2 separate regions of the Mus musculus genome follow, and region 1 is linked to region 2. The links are chromatin contacts, called in public promoter capture Hi-C maps. All regions are on one chromosome and are shown on one strand. The core of a region is the stretch at or near the end of the contact, and the rest is flanking DNA. Distances in the headings are between cores, read along the strand shown. Region 1 has its middle 35 kb from the start of Gm12589. Region 2 holds the start of Zfp750 (zinc finger protein 750).

Evidence for each region. Promoter capture Hi-C pulls out the DNA fragments that hold promoters and counts their contacts.
Region 1: a contact with region 2 is called in a promoter capture Hi-C map of hippocampal neurons, with 2.1 times the contacts expected there. The contact joins the enhancer-like site here to the promoter of Zfp750 in region 2. A contact is called at or near these places in 7 of 39 promoter capture datasets (cranial neural crest, embryonic stem cells, frontonasal cranial neural crest and 4 more), 2 of 484 Hi-C or Micro-C datasets (CD4 T cells and nephron progenitors) and 1 of 115 datasets of contacts at active chromatin or transcription factors (pancreatic cancer cells).

The regions. Positions count from the first base shown.
Region 1 is chr11:121,739,099-121,746,467 of GRCm38.p6, reverse strand. No RefSeq gene overlaps it. Among named protein-coding and RNA genes, the nearest start is that of Gm12589, 35 kb to the left of the region's middle. Within about 2 kb of position 5,322, at least 145 of the 459 cell types and tissues checked have an H3K27ac peak or open chromatin away from gene starts, as enhancers often do. A contact at or near this core is called in hippocampal neurons and pancreatic cancer cells, where this site is marked.
Region 2 is chr11:121,518,005-121,524,909 of GRCm38.p6, reverse strand. Zfp750 (zinc finger protein 750) reads left to right here and starts at 5,568. Exons shown (of 3, transcript NM_178763.4): 1 at 5,568-5,680. All of the region lies in intron 13 of Tbcd (tubulin-specific chaperone d), which reads right to left.

The DNA of each region.
Region 1 (7,369 bases), core at 4,073-6,572, 220 kb before region 2:
GCTAAGCATGCTGAAGAATGTGTCATCTTTCCTCCTTGCACTATGATCTAAGCCAAGCACACCCAGGAATGTGCTGACCCTCACACTGTTTTTCTACCTAAATGTGTGTAGACTCCTTGAATAAAACCCTACACTTCCTTTGTGTACGGGGCCACAGCTTTGAAAAGAATTCCATGCTCTCCTTACCTATTGAAGACAATCTTTCTCTAGCCTTTTGTGTTTTAGCCATACTTTTCTTTTTAGCTTCACACTCACCAAGATATAAACTTATGGGGCTGAATTAAACCAGAAGGACGCCTGTAAACCTTCAGGTTCATTTTCACCACTTGTAGGACTCAATCCTTTTTGGCCATGCTTCAGCCTCTAACAGAAGACCACAAAGCTTAAGACTAGGGGCTGCTTGCAGGTATGCCTCCTGCTCACTCCACCCAGCCCCCAAAGGACATAGCTTTCTCCTTGAGTCTCTCTGTGGATTTGCCAGGAGAAGCAAAGTACCCTATAGACCTAAGAAGACTTGTTAATTCCACAGCAGGGTCATCAAGATCCCAGATCAAGAAACAGATAGCGTACCTTTGGTATGTCAGGCTCAAGTAGAAGCCTAACATCACAGTCACCTTTTACTGGAAGTAAAAATTTTACTGAAAGAAGAAACAATTATGTAATGTATTGTGAACCTAAATGACTATTTCTGATACACAATCTGGCCTAGGAACCAGTCATCTTCCTGTTCCCTCTGTGACTTCACTTCCTGAGCCTGAGGACTCAGAGGAACTTTTAAGTCCCTGCCTTTTAGTATGCAGCCTTCACTCAGTGGGTACTGTAGATATCACTAGCTGAGGCCGTGTGCTCTTCACCAGCAAGGACAGCCTATTTGCCTGGCAAGCACAGGGATATCTCACATAGCAATTAAAGCAAGAGTGTTTCCTCACAGGTGACAATAGAAAGACAACACTTAAGGACAGAGCAGAGAGCACACCCTTACACAAAGTGTGGGTGCTGTGAAGATCCTGTATTTCAGGGGATGACAGCTTTAAACATCAGTCTATGATTGGAACCATCTAGAAGACATGGAACTATGAAATGGTGCACAAGCCAGCAAGATATTTCATAATAAAACTACAAATACACAAATCTGTGACCCAGCCACACTGTTTCTAAGGATTAAAAAAATCAACATTAAATAATGCTCAAAGAAGAATATCCCAAACATTGTTACATACTAAATATCCATCTAATTATGTTTTATAAAAGCATGCAATAGAATACTAGCACACATGTAAAAAGAACTCACAGCTGCCTTTGTACCATATGAAAAGATCTCCAAGAAGACATCAACCTGAAAAGAAACAAGCAACTTGAAGCATGTAGTAGTGACTTCTTTGTGATGAGTCTGTACAGAAAGGAGAGAATGACATTGTAGCATGTGACCTGGAAAATTCATCTTAGCCAGGGTACAGGGCCGGGGTCAAATGCAGCAGATTGCATGGCTATATGTTCTTGATATGAAGAGAAGGATAGTTGGTCTCTGTGTGCCCCAAACTCAATCTAACCATGATAAAAACATCTAACAGATCACAGTCACACTGAACTCCTATGAATACCCAATACACTTGCATGGCCATCTCCAATTCAGAGAGTATGAGTAGGCATCCCAGTGCAGAGTAGCCAAAGAAACTGAGAGATCCAGTGAGATCCTGTGTGAACTCCTTGATAGAAAGAGGCAGAAAGGAATAGCAGGATGTGTGAAATATTGTGTTCTCAATAATGGGTCACTAATGGTGCTAAGTTTATGAGACATGTAGCAGAGAGGAGCTGCCTTTGGGGTGGTAAGATACCCATTCTATCTTTCCAAGCTCTTTGTAAATCTAAAACTACCCTTACAAAGCTAGTCTATTATTAAAGTGAAGGAAAGTTTTTAAAGATTAAAGGAATATGCAGAAAGGTATATGCACCTTGCTGTAATCTGCATAGTGGGTAGAGAGATAGCTTCACTGAATTTTAAGTGCTTTAAACTCTAGACAGAAGAAAGACACCAGGTGGTGCTAGAGGAGGTGGGAGTGAAGTGTACTTTCTTAGATACTAGAAACTAGAAACTTACCAATGATTTCCCTATTAAAATTTTAAAGTAAGGAGAGAGACTTGCCCTGGGACTTGTAGGGTAAAGTTCTTGGAACAGGCAAGGCCCACCTAAGGCTCCAAGTATGGTAAGCCACACCATTTTCTCTAGTTGTCCCTGGCTTGGCTTAGCCTTAGGGAGAGGGAAAATGTCCTCTCCCCTATTTACTGGAAACCTCAAGGCTAGCAAATGGCAACTTCCCTTTTCTGGGGAACCAGCCTCTGGGCAGGGCCCTTGATCTGCTTGCTCCTTTTGGCTTCCACCAGCAGTTGTCTAAACCTTCTGCCTCTAGAACCCTTCTTAAGACCAACCAGCTTTGAGAATCCAGTATCAAGGAGCCCCAAGCAGGAGGCTCTGTGTGAGCCACTGTAAGGGTGGCAGGTGTGCACAGACCAAGCTCTCCTCTGCAAAACTCATGGCAGACTCTCCCTAGAACCTCAGGACAGCCCAGTAAATACAACAACCAACATGACAACCACATACTACACTCATGATATGAAGGATCATCCATTAGCATTGGAATCTCCCCAAATTCTCTTGACCCCCAAGATGTGTCTTTTTGTCATTCTGGTTCCTCTTCCCCAGACCAGGACTGCCAAGCCCAGAGGGAATGACTATAGCACCCCCCTCCCCAGATGGCAGATTTTCAAACAACAGAGTTTCAAAACACTGTGGTATCTGAGCAGCTGGTGTGCAATGAAGGCTGAGCAAAGCTAAGTCCGGTGTACAAGCTTTCCATGAGCAGCTCTGGAAACTCTGGAAAGGGTGTTGGGGCCAGGGAGGGCAGAGTTCCAGGGAGGGGACCTGTACACACCACTTTCCTCCTGTTGAGTGCCTGAAATGCTGGACTGCTTGCAAGAATCCCCAAGCATCCAAGGCCACTTCTGGATATGCCAGAGCCATTGGCTATACACAGGAAGCTAGTCTCATCCATTATTGTGCAGAGAAGCAAGTGGAGTAGAGGGCTCTGGCAAAGGGCTTTCTGCTGACAATGTCTTCTAATACATCTACTTCCCCAAAGTAGGGTGTTGCTGTTGCTTGCATCATTTCTTACGTGTTTTCCTCCTTTGGAAGAATTTAAAGTATGTTTAAATCAGTCTTTAGATGGGATACTGAACTTGTCTGTGAAACCTAGACCAAAGAACTTATATCCTTGAATCCTGACTGAAACTTGTCCCAGATAGATGACTCCCAATCTTCCCATAGACCTGGTGATGTCTCTGAGCAGAAGCAGCCAAAAACTATTTGGACTCAAATTATGTTTTTAAAGAAAAAAAGTCCACTCAGGACTACATATGTAAATGGAAAATGGTTATTCATGACATATCTAATATTCAAAGGGTCATATCATTTACATCAGCAGTGAAATCTTATGAACACATTAAGATTACAAATTGTTCCTGTTTATCATTCAAAAAAGAGTTTAAGAATTCCATGAGGGAATAACAAGAGTCTTCTAATTTAAATATTTGAAAGACAAAATCAAGTGTGTTCTTTCCATAGACATAGGCTTCCACAAGAATAAACTAAATAGTAAGCAGTTTGAAAACATGACTTTGAAAGATCTGGCAACCTCTCATGATACCAGTGCTCACTTTTTTATAAAAATGCTTTTAACAAACTTTTCTCCTGGATACAAGCTAAGATAAACTGTGTCTTCCTATATAGCCCACTGTGATACTTTGAAGATGCTTGGCCCAGGGAGTGGCACTATTAGGAGACGTGGCCTTGTTGGAAGAAGTATGTCACTGTGGGCATGGGCTTTGAGACCCTCCTCCTAGCTGCCTAAGGAGTCAGCCTTCTCCTGTTTCCCTTTAGAACAGGATACAGAACTCTCAGCTCCTCTAACACCATGTCTGCCTGGATGCTGCCATGCTTCCTATCATAAAGATACTGGACTGATCCTCTGAAGCTGTAAGCCAGCCCTAGTTAAATGTTGTCCTTTATAAGAGTTGCCTTAGTCATGGTGTCTCTTCATAGCAATGAAAACACTAAGACACCCACTAAACCCAAGCTATCTGGAACAGGCATTTACCAGACGTTTCTCCAACCTCTGAACTCCCTGAAGTGATATATTCCTGTCCTCAGTGATTGCCTAGACCAGAGCAATGACATCTCATGGCCATCAGCTAGTCCACAGACGTAGGTCAGACTCAAGAGCAAGTTTATGGAACCATCAAGGGCTAGAGCAGACATGCCTTCATAGTCAGCTTCTAATCTGAAGAATTGTCTTGGAAAGATGATCCCAGCTGCCCAGTCTGATTTATCCACAGCCATGCAATGGTCATGTTGACTAGAGCTGCTTAGTCCCCAGTGTTTTGGAGAGCATAGGGAAGGATGAGTGAGTACGTAGGGTGAACGAGTGTATGAGAGACCCAGAAATACCAAGGTGATTTCCAACTGCCTGACCTGGGAGGCAAGCATGGCATATAGGACACCCTCCACTAGGCCTCTGGGCAGATGACAAGCATATGTGGGGTCTCCTAATGGCAGCCCTTTATCCTCTGGGGAAAGACTGAGCAGAGCCTTCAGGTCATTCTACCCAAGTCTATCCTGTAGGAACCTACTTAGGCTCCACTTGATGCAGATGTGAGTCTAAGGGCAAGGGTGAAGCTGCAGTGTGTGTACTGCCCCAAGTGCTTCCTGCTGACAAGGCACACTGTTGCCTTAGCAACACAGCTTTACAGCACTAAGCATGTGGTAAAAACATGTGACACACCCACTCATCATGCTGTGTTGCAACTAATTCTTTCAGCAGATCCCAGCCAGTCTCTGGAATTACCAGGCTGAACTGGACTCTCATTCCCTGAGGACCTGAGACTTCTGGAACTGGGTGTGGCATGAAAGACGGAGAAGACAGACAGCATGTGGGCAAAGGCCTCTCTCTAACAGCCAGGGGCTTGGGCAGGTGTCTGGCAGCTACATTCCAATGTAAAACATTTTTCACTAAAAAAATTATTCCAGAGACTGTATAAAAAGCTAAAGGTAGCTCTGGGGGTGTTCTAGAATGCAGTGGAATTTTTCTGCCCAGGGAGGAAAGAGGCAGCAGTTGACATGGACATGAGCCACCATTTCACTCCAAGATGCCAGGGTCAGTAGAACAAAGAAACTCTGGTGTCTTGGGAAGTAAACTTGTCACCCTGGACAGGGCAGAGAGAGGGCCCAGGAAAAATAAGCCCTACACCTTCCTCATGACCTCAGAGACAGGGAACTTTGTGGAAAAAGGGTGACCACAGTCCACAGGCACTGCCCCCATAGGTAGGTGGAGGCCCGAGTCACATTCTTGGACAATTTCCAAGTCCCTCCCAGGGAGGAGCTGTGGGTTCTTCCTCTTTGGACTCCTTAGAACAGGATTGGCAACTTCAAATATACAAACATACAACCACCTCCAGCTCTGGTCCAGCTACCATCTCTTCTTCCCAGCTGTCTGCTGGACTCCATTCTGCTGATGCCCCTGCTCCCAAGTCATACTTCAGATTGTATGACTCCCACTCAAGACTTCAGAAGGACAAGGGCCCTGCGGCAGGGCCAGTGTTTCTCACCTTCCTTTGGGCCACAAGCCACTGAGCTGCCTGCTCCTCCTTCTGTGCATGCTGAGTTACCTTCTCAGCAAGGCACACGCCCACTCTCCCCCTTGGACTGTTTGCATAGTGCTTCTTACTGAACATCTTATATGGTTTCTCAATTGTCTCACAAATACACATAGGTGCACCAAAATCAAAGATACAGGACAAAGCTATCATTGAACGTTTTCATTCGAGAAAATATCATTTAACACAAAATAGGAATAACTAGTATAACTAACCTCAAATCTTCACCACGCAGTTTCAACAGCCATCAGCCTAGCCCCATTTCCTTTGTGTCTTCCTGCTCCCTTTGTGTACTGTGAAGCACACTCCAGTCATCAATGTGATTCTGTCTATAAACACTACTGAAAAGCAAAGTTTTTTTTTTCAAGAGCCTGAACTTAATACCATTGTCACACCCTAGAAATTAATAGCTTTAATCTTCAACATACAATCATCTCCCTCCAGGGTACCTGACTGCCCCCTGTGGCTCTGTCATAAGTTGAGAACTACGTCTGTCTGGTACAGCGCTGTGCCTGCACACACACAGAGTAGCAGATTGTCAGGGTTATGAGAATGCTAAAAGACTTGAACATAAATATCAAGAGCATCTTTTATATCACATAATTTTAAAAAGTCAGTACCCAAGGATGAGGAAGACTGATGTATGTCCCAAGCATATGACAGAGCTATGGGCTGTTCTCATGCATAATGCCAGCCACCCCTAGGGAAACAGTGTAAATAAGGAGAGTGTTGCTGAGGCATCCTTCCCTAAGCTCCAACAACCTTTATTCAGTCCCACCACTTCGTCGCACACCTGGCCTAACACACTTGCTGTTGCCCTCCCTTGCTTCTCCTCCAACTGTTCAACCCCACATGTGACCTTCCAGGCTTCTCCACGTCTGCCAGGACCATCGGCTTCCATTTGTCAGTCTCTGCAAAACAAAGCCTCGAGACTTACAAGAGCAGTAAATATGAGCAAGTCTCATCCCTTCCAGCCTGGTGTGCATCTCAAGAGTACAGACAAGTTTGTGTGCCTGTGGCAGCATGTGGCAGCCACACACAGAGTTTGGTAGCCCACCCTCTTTCACACCTCAGAGACTGCTCCATCTCACACAACCCTGCAGAGATGGCTAAACCAGTTGACTTCTCTGCTTGGTGATCTGATTTCTAGATAGTGGGTACCAAATTTCTCTTTGCATCCTTCAGCAGTGAACTATGGGCCTCATCCTTCATATCTGCCCACAGATTTAGTCTTTTCTAGACAAAAGCTCAGATCTTTGTGGGCCTTCTCAGTGCCTCTACTGATCATCTCCAGTGACACTCTCCTGCCTATCTCATGTCCCTCTGGGACGAACACTCAGTCTTTCCCAGAAAGACACTCACTAAATCTGACACCCTGGAATTAACCCTAAGCATGACTGTGATACCCAGATTCAGAGCTTACGTGGTCCCTAAGGTATAATGAATGGAAGTAGAGATGGGTGAATAGTGACAACAGTCTGTACGGAATGCCAGTTAGGCAGTCATGCAAGACTTTGGTTACCCTCCGCCCCCCATCCCTTAAAAGGGACAAGACTCACTCTCATCTCTACCCTAGAGAATGAGACAGCTTCCCAGCCAGTGAGAGAATCCCAGAAAGAACCAGACACTAGCAACCACAGTGGCCATTGAAGAAGAGTCTGTA
Region 2 (6,905 bases), core at 4,319-6,818:
TGCAACAAACTGAATGTGATGGATTCAGGACACAGCCAAGCAGAAAGAGGAACCTTGAAGATAAAGCTTGGTAAACAATACGACCCAACAGACAGCAGATACTCCACTCTGGAAAGACCAGTCAGGGAAGAAGGGTTGAGGCTATTACTACCCTATTTCTTACAGGGACGGTTACAGGTGTAGCATGAGGACAGAAAAGGAAATCATCTTCACGTCACTTTTTAACGTTACCTGGCCCTGTTCAGCTTAACTACCCTCTGTGTATAGCTGTGAGCAGAACAAATGTGCCCAGGAGATCTAATTCTTGAGCTACACCTAGAAGAATAACAAGTCCCAAGCAGGGCCAGAAAACAAGGCCCCAGAGCTGCACGGCTGGCCTGGGAGAACAGACAGGTGAGGAAAACTGTGGGAATCCTCAAGACTTGGCCCAAGTTCACAAACTCAAACTGAATTTCCCAATCAAAGACAAAGCGAGCCGCAGCGCACAGAGTTTCAGGTTTCCCTTTAGACACAGCATTGGCGCCAACCAACACCAGGAGGGACGGGAAGAACCAGGGACTGTTTACACAAACACAAGCAAAAAGCCTTTCACCCTCAATCATTCACCCTGAAGGCTCTTCAAGAGCCACAGGAACCTGGTTCCATACAGCTCAGAGGCAGAAGAGCCAGGAGAACATGCGCCCTACACAAGCTGCCCACAGGCCACATTCTGGTGCTGCCAGGCCTCCCACCACAGGGCACCACTCAGAGACACCACTCACCCTTGCGGGCCTTTGTAGAAAAAGTATCTTGCGTACTCAACAAAATAAAGTATCTCCAGTCTATAAAAGCCTAGAGTGGCATCACCTTAATCAAGAAATTAAAACCTAAGTGACGGTGTCACACCTCTGAGCCGTCAGGTTCCCTAAGCTCTACATCCACCCTCTCTCTGGAGAACATGCGAACAATAAAACTTTCTCACACACTTTGAGGGAGAGTGATAAATGCAGCCCTAGCCTCCACGTAAAACTGTAAAGCTACTTAAAACATTGAGAGGATTTTGTTGTTTTTGTTTTTGTTTTTAGGGGGCGTGGTCTTCGGTATTTTATTTTGTTTTGTTTTTGGTAATTCAATTGCAGGTTCTTGAGCATGAACTCTGTAGACAAGAATTTTGTGTTCCAATGTCAAAAGGTTGGACACACCTGAGTCCTAAAGTCTGTACGGCAGCACTAAGGGCTCCACTAACATGTCCACCTTCTGCCTTGTGGACCCCTAAGGCTGTGGGGTTGGAACACAGGCCTCAGTGGAGCAATCTATGATCACAGCCCACCTCTGGCCAATCCTGGAGAGGTTCTAGGCAGTAGGAGCACAGGAGGAGGAGGGTGGATCATCCCCCATCTTGGCCAGATGCCCCGCTGGGCCTACAGAAGCTCGGAGCAGCTCTGTCTACTGAACAGCAACACTTGCCCCCTGGGCTACAGCTCCAGGTCTGTCCTGTGGCTTTGAGCAAAACAAGAGCAGTGCCTAGGGCCAAAACCCAAGTCTAGGAAAGTGTCCAGACCACTAGGAACAGAGCTTTTCACAGTCCAGTCGGGATGTACCTTAACACAAATGGAATAGGAGGGAGGCTTGGGAAGCAGAATAAGGCATGATGGGAAGGGCCATCCATCACCTCAGAGCTAGCTCAAGACCAGGTTATTAAGGGCTTGGCAAAATCATTTGTTTCTCTGGATAGTCTCTTACTATTACAATCCTAACTGAAAGGAATTCCAATTAAAAACCCCTAAAAGATACCCTCTTCAATGGGAAAGAAGCCATGAAGGCAAGGTCAAACAAAGCCAGACTCCTAAAACCTGGGACAGGCCCTGGGCCTTCGGCTATTCCTCTTAAAAAGCTCAGGAGTGCACAACTCCCACAAACCGCAGAAGCATGTGCACGCCCCAGGAATCTGGAACTGGGCAAGATGGAGCTGCTGTTGTCCTCTGCCACCCAAGGACCCTGTACTCCTATCCCAATCATGTCACCAACACAGAACTCAAGTTCTGGGGAGACCAGAGTAGAGAGCCCCAGTGTGAGCTGCCTGCTGCCTCCAACTGCCCCGGGGCATCACAGGGCACTGGGAAGCTGAAACCAGACTTGTGACATCACTACAACAATTCCCATTTCCTTTTTACTTTCCAGATGTTCCTCACAAAAGGAGCACAAAAAATTACAGGAAAAATCATCTTGTGACTATTTGTAAGGAGGTCAGAAAATAAGTGACTTCCCTTCCTTCTTCAAAAATGTTTTGTGAGAGAGGCTGCTGTGTGAAATGACTCAACAGGCCTGGCAAAGCCTGTGCTGACCCTCTCCCACATTACGCAGCCCTGCATTGCACTGCAGGGGACAGCCCAAGAACAGGCAAAGAGATGTTGAAGGGACAGGAAGTGAGCTCAGAGCCAAGCCGTGCTGTGGAGGAGTACCTAGGCTAACCCAACACACTGCTCTGCCTTCCATACCCTGCAGGGAAGTGTGCCACAGATGGCTCCAGCAGGGACCCAGGAAAAGAGTCTGATGCAGCAGACTAGAGTCACAGCACTATCTATACCCAACAGCACCTGTCTGCATTCGATTGAGATGCTGCTGTCCAGAGATGGCAGCTGCCCCAGACACCCACTCTATACCCCATCTTACCTCCCATGTCACATGATGAAACTGTGACCTACCAGACTAGGTACCTGGGTCAAGTTACTTAACCGCTCTGTGCTCATTTAACTCCTATAAAGCAGGTGCACAACAGCTCCTGTGACTACAGGGAATGATGCAAGTACCACTCAGCACCAAGGACCCACATGGAAGATGCTCAGGAAATGCCAACTGCCACTCCCAGTCCTACCCCCTAAGATTTTACTTCTCAGAAACTTCATCAAGACATTTAGGTCATGCAGAGGAGTGAGACCAAACACAAGGGTTCAGACCTCACTAGTGGCAAAAGAAAGGCCTCCTCTTTTTTTTTTCTTTTTTTTCTTTTTTTCCTTTTTTTTCTTTTTTTCTTTTTGGTATCTGTAGGTGTTTTGCCTGCATGGGCATGCCTGGTGCCTTCAGAGGCCAGAAGAGGGCATCAGATCCCCTGGGACAGTAGCTATAGTTTCAAGCCACTGTGTGGGTGCTAGAAATTGAATCTAGGTCCTCTGATAGAGCACCCAGTGTTTTTAATGCTAAGCTCTCTCTCCAGCCCCATCCTTCACTTTCTAAGGCATAAGCAAAGAAGTCAAAGAGGGCAGGGAACATAGCAACAGAAAGAACCACTAGGAGGTTACAAGCACATGAACCTTCAGTGGGGAACCAAAGAGGAAGCACTGCCAGTCCCTGACCTACACAACAGAACCTATTAAAAGCCCAAGGTCTTGGCTATCATCAACTCTTGATCATTCTGTCAACCAGCAGCAATAAAGAAACCCCACTCTGCAGCAGACAGAGTTGAATCCCTACATAAAGTCCCCAAGCCCTCCTATCCTGCAAGAAACTCACTGAACTATTCAGAGCAGTTAGAACAAGGTATCAAAGCAGGGCTACTCAAACCCCCCCAGAAACCAGAGATCCTGACTGTGGAATATGCTTCATAGAAATACTAGAAGATATAGTAAAGGAAACTGAGAATATAAGGAAAAAGAAGAGGAGGAAAAACATTCATATTCTCTCTTTCTCTCTCTTTCTCTCTCTCTCTCTCTCTCTCTCTCTCTCTCTCTCTCTCTCTCTCTCTCTCTCTCATAAAGCTAGAGATTGCCCTTGATCAACATCTAGAGCGTGTGGATATCATCAAGCCACAGATGCCAGGCCATGTAGGGACATGGTGGCAAGGCTGGGCCTCAAAACAGGGGATGCTCACTAAATGTCACCCTTCAGATCAGAACTCCTGCTGCATGAAGACTCTCCTTGGAAGAAAGCACTGTAAAGTGGCATTAGGCCAATACGTCTGTTGGAGGGTTTAGGGATTAGTATAGCACTGCCCTCACTGACTATGAAATACAAAAAAGAAGAGGGAAGGAAATGTAGAAGCTATGACACAGCAAAGATAGGACTGGCCCAAGTGAGAGGGCAGCACAAAGGGAGGAGGGATGGCCCTCAAGAGGATGTGGGAGGCAAAGAGTTAAGGGGGTCCATTAAAAACACCTGAAGTCCAGATTGCAAATTAGAATCAAGGAGTAAAACTCTCAGCAAAAGGTGAGTGAGAGCAGAGGGGAAAGGGTAAGACTTTCAGCAAGTCCCTGCCAGCCTTCCTAAGAAGCTGGCCTGCCCCAACTGCTCCAGAAAGAGGTGCAGCAGAAACGGCACTGAGATAATTCTCAGCCTTGCCTCTCCATTTTGCTCTCTTCAAGTCCTGAGATGTCCAAAGGCTACCCTCTACTGTGGAGTCCCGGAAAGTGGCAGAGTAGCTAGAGGACTTCACCATACCGGGAAGCCTCAGTAAACACCCACAGAGTAGAAGCACTGCCTGGGGGAACCGGAACCAGTACAGACCACCTCCGCCCAGACAGATGTAACAAACTGTAACAAACTGGTGACTGTCTCAGAGCAGAGCTTAAGGTAACTTGCTACTCAGCTAGAGATGTGAGAAACCCTAGGGAACTGCTCGCTGTTCTTATAAGACTGAGCATTTGGCTTAGACTCTTCCTAGGAATGAGACAAAGTAACTAAACTAGGTTTTAAAGAATTAAACATAAAGGTGAAGCCAAGTAAAATCTAAAGTCTTAAATGCGTGCTGGCCCTTGCCAGCAGCTTCAGGTATGACCAAGAGCCTAGCCAGCTATCACAGTGTCCTTTCCCTGTCCCCAAACTGACATCACATTCCAGCCTCCACTGCAGCCCGCACAAGCCTCAAAGCAAACAAGTAAACACTGGGGGTGGGGTGGGGGGTGGGGGTAGGGGATGGTAAAATGGCTCCAAAATTTAAAATCTAAGTTATTACTTAAAGAGGGGGTGTGAAGGTGAACACACTGCCGACGCCCAAATGACAGACAGCACATGTCAGCTCCACAACCAGTACAGGCCCTGGGCATGTTCCGGCAGGTCCCTGTGACAAGGCAGCAAGGTTAGCATCCTCTCTGCCACCCTAGTTCTCCCGGTGACCTCAACAAAACTCCTAGAGAAGGGTAGAAATCGCAGAGGTGGCCAGAGGCTTCTCTGGGCATCACAGCAAAAACACTTGTCATGTTTCCATCGGTGACATGTGTTTCAGGACAAAGTTATATTTCTCTGCTTCTATGTTCCTATGCTGGAGTACTGAAGCGAGCAAGCGAAGCTCTACACCTGAGTCTTTAATGAGCATCAAGTGCTTGTGATACAAGTACATCAGCACTAGACTCTGCATCCAGATATCCTGATTCCTCTGCAACTGGGCAGCCCTCCCAGGACCCCACACACCGTGAACCTAGAGTCCTGTGGGGCACCTGGAGTGGCACAGGACTCTCTGGATCCCTGCTCAGTGAGGCTACGTGGAGCTCAGTGGGTGCAAACACTTGAATTGTAGCTGCAGGCGGAGGAATATCAGGTGCATCTCTACGCCCCGAGGGCTCAACTCCTACACTTAAATCCCTCCCACTGGAACAGCCGGCTCCAGTTTCACCGAGCCAGCGAGCCAGCGTGAGAACAGATCCTGCTCCTCAGACCTCAGCACCTTGCACAGAAGAAGGACTCCGCATCCCAGCACTGCCCACCTTTGGTAAGTGCTTACTATTTCTTCAAGTTTTCTTTCAAAACTACTCTTTAATGTGTCTTGAGGAATCTGTCTGGGTAAATTGTTTGCTGTTGTCTGCTCTTTCCTGCTCTCACTATTCCCTAAGGATTACTCAGAACCCGGCAGGTGCATCTCGGGGATGCAGACCACAATTACAGAACTCCTAATGGGGCTGATACGTTATTCCAAGACTATGAGCAAGCTTATTTAGAAATCAAGCCATCCTTTCTGCTATAAAATTTATTTTAAAAACAAAAGATGGATTTATAGTATTGCTTAATTGTTCCCTACTTTTCAAAGAAATTACAATAAATTTTGACATAAAAGAGGCAAAACTCACATATATAGAGAGAGATACAACTGTTTGGTTTCATTTCTAGTTTAACATCTAAAGCTTTTCAAATTTAAAATAACTGCTGCTTTGACAAAACCTTTCAAAAACAAGAAACCAACTAAGTTTAGGTTTTTGGTTTGGTTGTTAAGATTATACATGGGGGGGGGGGGATAAATCTGTATGAAAATAATTATCGACCGAATAATCGGCCAAATCTGACCAAGTCAGACTTGGTTTAAGCAGAAACGCCTGCATTTCCTATCTGAGTGTTTGCATTAGAAAAGGCTCTCTGATGTTTTAAACTGCTGTGTTACAGAAACACAGGCAAGGCGAGCTCCGGTGCCATGCTGGTCGGGAAGCCGTGAGCCTGCACAACACAACCCATTTGTTTTCTAGATCCTTCCTTCCAAACACACTCTAGAAAACAGCTTTCTTCTAAGACTATGGCCTCCCTAAGTTCACCTTCATCTTAAAGAACAGAAAGTTTGGGAGGGAGCGGCGGCCAGCTACTGCAAAAGCCCACATGAAGTAAAACTCACAAATCTCGTTCTTGCGACACCCCAGTGGGTAGACGACAGTGGCGTGCCCTTGAGTGGTGCAATAACGCCACATCACAGTGCTGTAATTATAGCATGCCCTTCACGACGTTCCACCTGCGAGGCTCTGCGCCAGACAGCTGGACACCACCAGGAGGAATAGTACTGCACTGTCTTGATTTGCAGGTCAATTCACAGGACAAACATAGCTGCCTGGCCCGTCACATCGCTGGCCTATAAAGCAAAGCTGTAATTACCTCTATTGTATCCTATCAGGGTTCTCTTAAATTATTCTTTCTCTTGTCTGATTTCTAAGTGCAAGCCCCTTAGAAACTTCTAA